2 separate regions of the Sus scrofa genome follow, and region 2 is linked to region 1. The links are chromatin contacts, called in public HiChIP or PLAC-seq maps. All regions are on one chromosome and are shown on one strand. Each heading gives the region's core, a stretch centred on a gene start, on an enhancer-like site or on the middle of the called end of the contact. The rest is flanking DNA. Distances are from core to core; before and after follow the strand shown.

Evidence for each region. HiChIP or PLAC-seq counts read pairs in DNA pulled down with a chosen protein or histone mark.
Region 2: a contact with region 1 is called in an H3K27ac HiChIP or PLAC-seq map of skeletal muscle, with 4 times the contacts expected there. The contact joins two enhancer-like sites. A contact is called at or near these places in 1 of 47 Hi-C or Micro-C datasets (heart right ventricle) and 1 of 2 datasets of contacts at active chromatin or transcription factors (skeletal muscle).

What each region holds. Positions count from the first base shown.
Region 1 is chr6:110,002,493-110,007,532 of Sscrofa11.1, reverse strand. All of the region lies in intron 2 of ZNF521 (zinc finger protein 521), which reads left to right. Among named protein-coding and RNA genes, the nearest start is that of ZNF521, 120 kb to the left of the region's middle. Within about 2 kb of position 2,317, at least 33 of the 83 cell types and tissues checked have an H3K27ac peak or open chromatin away from gene starts, as enhancers often do. A contact at or near this core is called in skeletal muscle, where this site is marked.
Region 2 is chr6:110,596,506-110,601,545 of Sscrofa11.1, reverse strand. No RefSeq gene overlaps it. Among named protein-coding and RNA genes, the nearest start is that of SS18, 190 kb to the left of the region's middle. Within about 2 kb of position 2,140, at least 17 of the 83 cell types and tissues checked have an H3K27ac peak or open chromatin away from gene starts, as enhancers often do. A contact at or near this core is called in skeletal muscle, where this site is marked.

The DNA.
Region 1 (5,040 bases), core at 1,068-3,567:
TATTTCCTTCAAGATTCTTGGTTTAACTGTCTTAAGGTGCCTTAAAATTTATGAATGAAGAAAGGACTATGAACACTACTTCACATGAAAGTTTAGAACTGCTCCTGTAGCATGGTGGCAGAAAGAAAGAATCATTTTCAGCCAATAGAGGAAATAACGTGGAAATTTGCTTTGGTCTCATGCTTTCACCTATTGTCCTCCACCTAAAAAAATCATCTACTAAATGAACTTATTCTGATGTTAAATAACGCAGTGATTGTTTTGCTAGGTTTTAAGGGTAAGAAAGGTAATTTCAAAATCCCATGCTTTGCTTCAGAATTACATAGCCAAATACCTGTTCCAAGGTTATCTGTCTGTAAAGACCCATGATTATATCTTATGTATGATAATTTAATACTTGGAACATAGCTTAGATTTATGGTCCATTAATTTTTAGATATCACCAACTATTTATATTTTCTTGATGGCTGTGAATGCTTAAGGCACTGTAGATTTCCATTGGGCCAATCCTTAAAGCTGATATTCCAGTGGTTTCATTAAAGGAAAAAAAATGTTAAAATATGTTTATACTGTACACAGACGCTTACATGTGGAAATGTAAATACATGCGACAGATATGAATCTCTTTGTTTACATATGCAGCTTTTCTTCCAGTGCTGATAGGTGCCCTAGAAACATCCACTAATCTTTGTAACACCCCAGAGGGTAAGTAGCAAGAATTATTATCTTCATATTGCAGGTGAAATACCTAGGTAGGGGCAGATTAAATGACTTGGCCAGGTCACTCTCTAAGTCAGCTATGAAGCTAGAAATAAAACTCCAGACTCTTGACTTTTAGTTCTCATTCTGAGTCATTGCCCTCTGAAAACGCAGGTACCAGAGTTGTCAGTATTCATGCTTCTTTTCCTCCCTTGAAAGGCAACCAGCCATGTAAATCCTGGCCCTATGAAGGAAATCCTTCTGTGTGGCCCTTGCATACACATGATACTGAGTCCCAGAAGGGCAGTTTAGGGAGTACCCTGCCCTTACAGTGAATGAACTCAGGTAGCAGAAGGACGTCAGTGAGCCACCTTCTTGTGTGCCCAGCCCTACGAAGACCTAAACGTATTGGGAGTTTCCTTCACTTCAGAGATTCCGATCGCTTCTTTAACATCTGCAGTGAGTCGATTTACTTTCTTTCTTTCTCCTTAGTAATCCCAGAATTGCCCATATTGTTGGAGTCAACATTCTAAAAGGCTTGGTCCCTGCCCTCCGGAAGCGCATACCTTACCCTAAGACTAAGACATGCTTACGTGGTGCCAAAAAAGCTTTGGCATCACCCCAAACCTTCCTGCACATCTTCTCTTCTTCCTCTTTTGATCTTATTTTTCTATCGGCTATTTCAGTTGGACTCGAAAAGCCAAAGAATGACCAGGACCTCAGCATTTTTCTCCCGCAATGACGGGCTGTAAAGGGACATTATCAGCCCCCCATTTGGCCACCCAGCAACCCTGTCCGGGGACTGTTGGTCTGTCCATCCCCCAACAGCCAGGATGCAATCAGAGCCAACCTTTGCCCTCCCCTTCAAGCTCTAAGGTTGGCACACAAGGGGCCGTGGCTCAGGTCACAGAGGTATTTGTGCTCTGGTGTCTTTTTCTCTCTGTGCAGTATCTCCTTCTAGGATGACTTCACTTTTCTGTTAGTGAGCACTTTCCCCCATAAATCTGAGCGAACAGGTGTTGCTCCGCTGCTAACTGAGTTTCCAGCTGTCCTCCTCCGACGCAGACCCAGCAAAATCTGTTGTTTCGTCCTTTCAGGCAGACTAGAGAACCATCAAGCCTGAGATGGAGGTCTTCCTTGCAGGATATGGCAGTTTTGTTGCCAGAAGATGGTCGGGAAAGCCTGGCTGGCTAACAAAGGCAGGCCTTCAGTGGCTGGGTGTAGTTCCAGATCTGCATCCCCTTTGGCAGGAGCACAGAGGCTGCTGCAGTGTGGCCAGCCAGCAAAATTAGGAAATAAGGACCTCTTTTATTTACTCAGGCTGCTGAATCATGGGCATTCCTGTCTGCTTGGAGAAAAGTCAGGCGGCTCTCCTTTCCACTGAAAGTCTCAGGAGTGTTGGAGACTTTCATCTCCGAGTGTTCACACACTTGTTTTAATGTGCTTTATGGAAATGGTGAAACTCGGCAAGTACAGTTGCTGTAGAAAAACATCTGCACTAACTATGCACACACATTTGCATCTTTAAATAGACTTTTAGGCCACAGAGCTGGTTTCCAGCAAAGTTGTTTTGTTTTGTTTTCCTTCCTGTTGTAAGAGCTATAGCTCTTCGAGACAGAGTCAGCTAGTGTGAAGTGACTGATTCCAAAAATTAAAATTTAACATGGCCATGTTAAGTACTTCACAGTGAAATGCGGAAAACTTGCCATAACACAGAAAGACATTCCTGTAAGTAGCACTTAGTGAGTGCTGAAGGGAAAAAAAGTTCAAGTTGACTCAGTAAGGGGAGCTGAAAGACTCCTCCATGGTTTCTTCCATATGAGAAAAAGAACTCGAAATCGTGGAAGTCTGCATTACCCAGTTAAGCACAGTGTGTGCTGTGACTGCCAAAAAACTTAAGGTAATGGGGATGGGTACCTTCTAAAGACTTAGGCAAATCTCAAAGGATTCTGGCAACACCACCACCACCCACGGAAGTCTTGGGCGATTCTGATCCCCTTAAAGCGTGGTCCAACACCCCTGGGAATTTTGTCAGTGAGTTCCCTGTGCATCTCAGGAAGATAGGTTCATCTATATACTAGGGGTGAACACTATACAATGTAGATTTTTGTAAAAGAAACCAGCCTATTATGAAACCTTTGCTTGTTTTTCTTTTTTTTTTTTCTTTTGTCTTTTTAGGAGCTGCACCGGCAACATATGGAGGGTCCCAGGCTAGGGGTCCAATTAGAGCTGTAGCTACCAGCTACACCACAGCCACAGCAACACGGGATCTGAGCTGTGTCTATGACCTACATACACCACAGCTCACGGCAACGCCGGATTCTTAACTCACTGAGCCACTGAGCGAGGCCAGGGATCGAATCTGTGTCCTCATGGATGCTAGTCGGGTTCATTAACTGCTGAGCTATGATGGGAACTCTGTGCTTATTTTTCTAAAAGTAGCATTCCCTGCCCAAACCTTTCACTTGTGCTCAGTAAACCAGCCTAAGCCATATAAATGAGGTAGGTGATTTCTGTGTATTACAAAGGCACATCATCTGTGATCATTATGGTTTCTTTTCCCCAAGATCAAGTAATAGAGACAGGAGAGAGAGAGGAAGAGTTTGCTAGCTCCCTTGAATCTTGGTTCAAGTACAAACTTGATCCTAACCCTCAGCTCCCTTGACAGTGTCGTAGGAATTTACAAGCTTAGAAGAACAGTTATGTAATAGGTATAGTCAGGCATGGCCCACAGACAAGCACCTGATTTAAGCATGGTATCAGGGTTTGCACACTATTTTTAATGGTCTATTGCTCTATAATTCTTGGCGCATTTGTATAATAATATATCATGCCTGGACACAATCTGCAATTTAATAATAAATTCACTTGCTACATTTTCAGGCTCAATAGTTCCATTCTTTCAGTGTAGATGCATGACAAATTCTGATTCACTGTTTTCTCCAACTAATTCTTCATTGTACAAACGAGATGATGTGTTTGAAAATATTTTTTAAGTGAAACAACAGGATGTAAGCCTAAACAATAAATGTGTGAAAAGTGGTATTTTTTTTTTAGAATCCTGAGCAAATTTAATAAATAGTAAATGGTCTACTTAGGAGAACTATTTAAAAACTTTGGTTTGTTTCAGGGCTGCCAGCTTTAAGTGGCTTACTTTTTTCTTTTTTTAAGTGAAAAGCTAGATCATCATTGCAATTTTTGTTTTTAGTTTTTCAAAATCGTTTCTGTGTTGAGTGATGAGTTTATGTATATTCTTTATATGTATTCACCTTTACATTGAAATCACACCCACACTTATCAGATCCTTTTTTCTGCTGGAAACATGTTGGGTTATAGACTCACGTAAAGGAGGATGCAAAATCATGCGGTTTTTCAACTTGTATTGCAAAGCTTTGTTGCAGTGGGCAGGGATCCAGGAATGGTGTTTGGTTGTTTTCTCAGAGTTAGATGGTTGCCATCTGGCATTGATAGTGAGATGGTGTTGTCATCAGTTTCTAGATGCAGGAAAGGAATGATCCTCATCTGTTTCCTGTGGATAAGCAGGAGGTTGATAATCTAGTAAAATCTTGTTACCTTAAAGAAAGCAGACGTGGAATTTGTTTACATAATGCTCGCCAGTTTCTACTTTTATGTTAATAATATAGCTTGCTACTGAACTTCAGCTTTGAAGAACTTAAAAATGTACCGGATCATATTCTGATTGAATATTATTAGAATACTCCAATAACAGTCCAGTTGAACTTATTATTCCAATCGAATCACTGTCTCCACCAGCTCCACTCCATGGTCTTTACTTGTTTGCGCTGGAAAAATCTTGCTCCTTTGGAGAGTGGGAAGCTTTTACAATGTCTTCTGATCTTGAATGGTAGTTTGTTTTGAAAAGCCAAAAAGAGGTCTCACAATCTATTTGAGAAGGTCTCATTTTCCACTTTGATGTTAGCAAAGTGGCAGAAGTAAGAGCTTACACTTGCTTGAATATGGTTAAAAAAAAAAAAACACACACATCTAATATAAGGTAGAGTTACTTTATGCATAACTCGCTAAGGTTATATCTGGCTTTCAGGCTTGTTTGTCTTCTCTTTGTTACTCATAAATCTTTCAGCATTTACCATAATCATTTATCACTTTTCCTGTTTCCAGTTTTTCACCAGTTGCTTTGTCTCCGCTCACCTCAAAGTGCAGGTCCTGTTTGGCTAAGGAAGTTCATGCTGCTGAAGCTTTTGCAAAAGGAAGAAATGGTGGGCCACCTCTTGAACTTTCCAAACAAAATACGCTATTACAATCTGGCCCTTGTGAAACTCTCATTTTTTCTTGATCCTGGCTGATCCTAGCTACATGTAA
Region 2 (5,040 bases), core at 891-3,390, 590 kb before region 1:
GAGATTAGAACTTCCTATTCCAAAATGCCTCATGGTTACATTTTTTGGAACAAGCATTTGTTCATGCAATGGTACAAGTTAAAACTCCACTTAGCTTTCTGGTCAGATCAAAGTGGAGTTCCATAAATTTAAAATTATCTTTATAGGTATGGAGTTGAAGAATTAGTAGTATAAATTTGAAGGTTAAATAAGCAACCACACACATTCCAGGCTAAATTAATTTAGCCTGGAAGTTTAAATTTATCCTTCCACCTCCTGCCAAATTTGTTAGAAAGTGCAAAAAAATCACAGCTGCAATTGAGAGATTTAGAACAGATTTTTATTTGGTGAACTTTCTAAGAGCACCAGAGCTTATGCCTTCATGCATCTGAAAAGCCAGATCATTCTCCATTTTTTGAAGTGCGGTCTGTGGGGTAGTTTGTGTGAAATCATCAGAGGGGCTTTTCATAGGTTAGGCTGCCTTTTTGGGGCCCTGCACCTGTCCTGAGATTCAGTCCTGGGGCTTTTCGTCACCAGGACACCATCCATGCTCTCCCGGCAGAGATCCCTCTGTTGTCACTCCTGAAGCCCCTGTTCCTCCTCAGTTCATGATTACATAGATGCCCCCTCTTGTTCTTCTACTTCAGTGTGGCCTAATTATGTATCTAGACCAGTGGTCTGAAAGTGCTTTCTGTAAAGGAACAGAGAGTAAATATTTTAGGCCTTGAGGGCTAATGTGTCTCTGTCACGTCTCCTCAACACTGCTGTTATAGCTGGCAAGTAGCCCTGGATGGTGTGCAGTGAGTGGGTGTGGCTGTGAGCCAGTAAGACTTCACTTACAAAAATGGGCATCTGGCCAGATTTGGTCAATCCCTGATCTAGACAGACTCTGGTCTGGAATCCTTTAGTCTTTTCCATATTCAAATCCAGGACAAGTTAAAAATAAACAAAAACAACAGCCCTGTTAAGCTCAGTTCCTCAGAGGGCATAGATTTATGCAAAATGAGGTCTGGATACATCTTGGCAACTCCAGGACCTTTGCAGAAGAAAGAGAGATGTTCAGAATAGGTTGTTCTGACCATCTAGCCAGGAACATGGAGGGAGGTAGCAGGTTCAGACCACAGTGGTTGAAATAACTATTTTCTAGATGGAACAGGATCGAAGGACAGTAAGGTTAAGTGACTTCCATAGGTCATCTGTTGAGTGGGTGGTTGGGTTAGGAGCTGACCATGAAGCAGTGGTGCTCTGACTCGAGTTGGTATTGGACTGACCCGGAGGCTCCTTAAAACACATTGCTGGGTCCTAATGATAGAGTTTTTGAATCAGCAAGTCTAGGCTGTGGCCAGAGATTCTTCATTTCAAGTGAGTTTGTGTGTGATGCTGATGCTGCTGGCCTGGTGACCACTCTCCAAAACCACTGCACTGGATAAGCCACTCTTATCACATCCAGGAGCAGCTGAGCATTGTCTCGTTTTACCAAGCTTTCGAGCAGCTTCTGTGTCTCACTCTGTTGAACAGATTTAAAGTACTACAGAATCTTTATTTTCCTTCTGGGTGGCAAGCTTTAGCACATCTCAGAGAGGCAGTCCACATTGGCATTATTAATCTTTGACATGAAGTTGTCTAAACGTGGCAAATACACCAATAGTTGGTATGCTAAACAGCTTATTTGTAATGAGGCTCTGACCCCAATGCTTCTTGCCAATGAGAACAATGATATCGGCACCAGGCCATTTTCTGGAGCAAGTTCTTTATCAGCTCCCCATGGCATCCCCACTCTCCGCTTCAGCCCCTTCTGTTTTCCTGATATGTCCAGTCACATTTTAATGGTTGAAATGGCTTTGAAGCTTTCCCCACGGAGCCAATTTTCACCCTCAGTGTAGGGCATCTCCTGTCCTTCAGCAAGAAGTCGTACTTCAGTGATAAGTTTTCACACGAGTCGAGAACTCAAATGTATTTTGACCTTTGTCCTGGTGGCAGTGGCTTAACGTCAGCCCCCGAAGTAGATTTGTCATGGAGCTTTTCTGATGAGACAAGCTCTCCAAACTAATCGAGGCTGATGGTAGATTTTGTCAGCGAGATGAGATGTTGCCCACAGCTAGTCAACCAGCTGGAATTTTTGGTGCTAATGGCAGGGATTCATTGAGAGATGTGTTTAGCAGAGTTACAGCTAATATGACTCCAGATCCTCCTGGGAAAATGGTGAGCTTATAAACCACAGAGCACTGATATTAAGGCAGCTCTTTTAACACTAGCCCCAAATTCATGACTAAGTCCTTAATGAATTCTTTGGGGCAAGGAGGACAAAAGCCAACCAACTAAAGAAATTAAAAACTTGAAAAACAAAACAAAACAAAAACAAACCCTTAAGAGTCCTTAAATATATTACACTTGTCTCCAGAATTTTGAACAATTCCTACATTAGTTTAAGTGCCTCTGTTGATTGTCATCCAAGAGAAATATCATACCTCTTGGCTTTGCCCCGGGCAAACTTTTCACTGAAGTCATTCGTTTTGCTTTTTGTTATGGTTACCTAACCTCAGTCAGAATGCAGCAGGCTACCAAAAGCGCCAGGCAGAGACTTCCAGTTCCTGACATTTCTCTGCTTTGCAAGAAGGATGGACTTCACTGACTTTTTATGAATGTGGTCTTTATTTTGGAGAAATAAGAAAGACTTGATTAGACTGGGAGGGGATGCAGATGTCAGCCTGGGAGAAGGACAGTGTGTCTCACAACACACACATGCCTGGGATCACTAACTTGGCTGGCCGCCTGGAAATACTTGCACCACCCATCCAATTCTCCCATTTTCTCGGAGGAAAGCCCTAGGACAGTGAGTCTCAACAACAGCTCCTGCTCCCAACTGGAAACTTTTCAAGTCTTCCAGTTCCAGGATCAAAATATTATATTGTTTTAAACTTTATAGGGTACACTATAATCATGTGGCTCTTTTAGTTGTTTTCAACGTTAATGAATTTGGTCCAGGAATCACTCTTGTGAGAGCTCATTTACCACAGGCAGCTTCATACTTAACTAGGAAGTCAGACCCGTGATTAGGGCTTATGAGAAAGTCAATTTCTTTGCTTTTTTGTTTCCATGGGCAAATCTTTCTAGAGCTCATCTTGGTTCATTCATTCATTCATTCATTCACATATCAAGTATGTATTATGTGTTTATAGGTGCTTGGCATGGTTCTGGGATGTCATCGATGAGAAAGGTAATCTTCTTAACTGGAGTTAGATGCTCAGACAAATAATTGTAAAGTGGAATACACACACAGTAGATATTTATATTACTTATGGGAGCATCAGAGAGGGGAAATATTGTCTGAAGAGGTCAAGAAGGTGACATTTGATCTGAGCTTGGAAGATGAAAATGTATTGACTAAAAAGAAAAGCAAAGAGCTATTCTAAGCAATGGGAGGGCATATACATGGCTGAGACAATTTGTACTGACGAATTGTCTCTGTGCTCCCCTGTATTTTTCAGATTGCTTGCAGTTGGATTGAGGTCATGTGACTGAATCTTAGTGAATGGGATCGCGAACAGAAAGGATGCCTTACTTACTATCCTAGGCACCTTCCATTTCTCTTTTCTCCTGCTGTCCCACATTTGGTAGTAATATTTTGAAAAGGATGAGTCACGAGGTGGAGGGAACCTGGATCTCTAAGTTACTGGATGGAGGAATGCCCCCTCAGACCTATATCATACTTCATCGGAGAAAGGGGTAGATTTTTACTGTATTAAGCCTGTCTGTTGGGGTAGTTGGCATTTGATGCTCTGACTAATGTAGTATGTGAAAATATTTGAAGAGTAATAGAGTATGACGTATTTAGAGACTATTTGACACTTCAGCAGAACTGCAGGCTAGCATATGGAAGAAAGACTTTTACCAGTAGGTTGGAATCTAGACAGGGATTGTTTTCCTGATGAAGAAATTTTTTTTGTTTTTGTCTTTTTAGGGCCACACTAGTGGCATATGGAGGTTCCCAGGCTAGGGGTTGAATCTGAGCTACAGCTGCCAGCCTACACCAGAGCCACAGCAGTGCCAGATCCAAGCTGCATCTGTGACCTACACCACAGCTCACAGCAGTGCCGGATCCTTAACCCACTGAGCGAGGCCAGGGATCGAACCTGCAACCTCATGGTTCCTAGTCGGATTTGTTTCCCTGTGCCATGACGGGAACTCCGTATTTCATTCTTGAAATGACTATGAAACATGGGAAGTTTTTATGCAAGGTGGTCCTATAATCAGGATTGAATTTTGGTGGTAAAATGATGGTGGAGTTGCATAAGACAAATCAGAACATGCAAAAGCTAGTCAGAAATCAGAAGTTACCACAGCAGTCTGGGTAAGAGATAGTGAGTACTCAGGCTATGGAAATGTTCTTGCGTTTTTGCACCACATTACTTAAGCTAAGAAGAGATGTCACCTTACTTTACAGGTTATACCACAGAGCGGCAAATATTGCTTTCCTGTTTTTGTAAATCAGGTTTGGAGTTCTCCTGTGGGTCAGCAGGTTAAGGTTCCAGCATGGCTGCTGTAGTGGCTTGGGTTGAGGTTGTTGTGTGTGTTTCATCTCTGGCCTGGGAACTTCACATGTCAGGGGCATGGTCAGAAAGAAAAAAAAATCAAGTTTGATTGGAGCCGAGCCACATCCATTCGTGTATGTATTGTTTATGGCTGCTCTCACCCTGTAATGATAGTGTTGAGTAGTTGTGACAAGGACTATATGGCCCACAAAGCCTAAAATATTTACTACTGCTATCTTTAACAAAAAGTTCATGGATCCCTGGGTTAGAATGTATAACTAGGCATCAGTTGAACCACAATGCTTGTTCAGAGATACCTGTACCTGGCTACTTGAGTTAAGGGCTAATTTGTACCAACTTAATTCAAATCTGTTACTCTATACCTGTTTAGCTCCTTGTGTAGCAGCATAATAGTATTGGGAAGTAACCTTCTCACTGGTGGGTTTCCATGGGAATGGGAGATATATACGAATGTTCTGAGAGCAAGAGTGAAATATCCACTGTTTCACTAATGCAAGCTATTTCACAG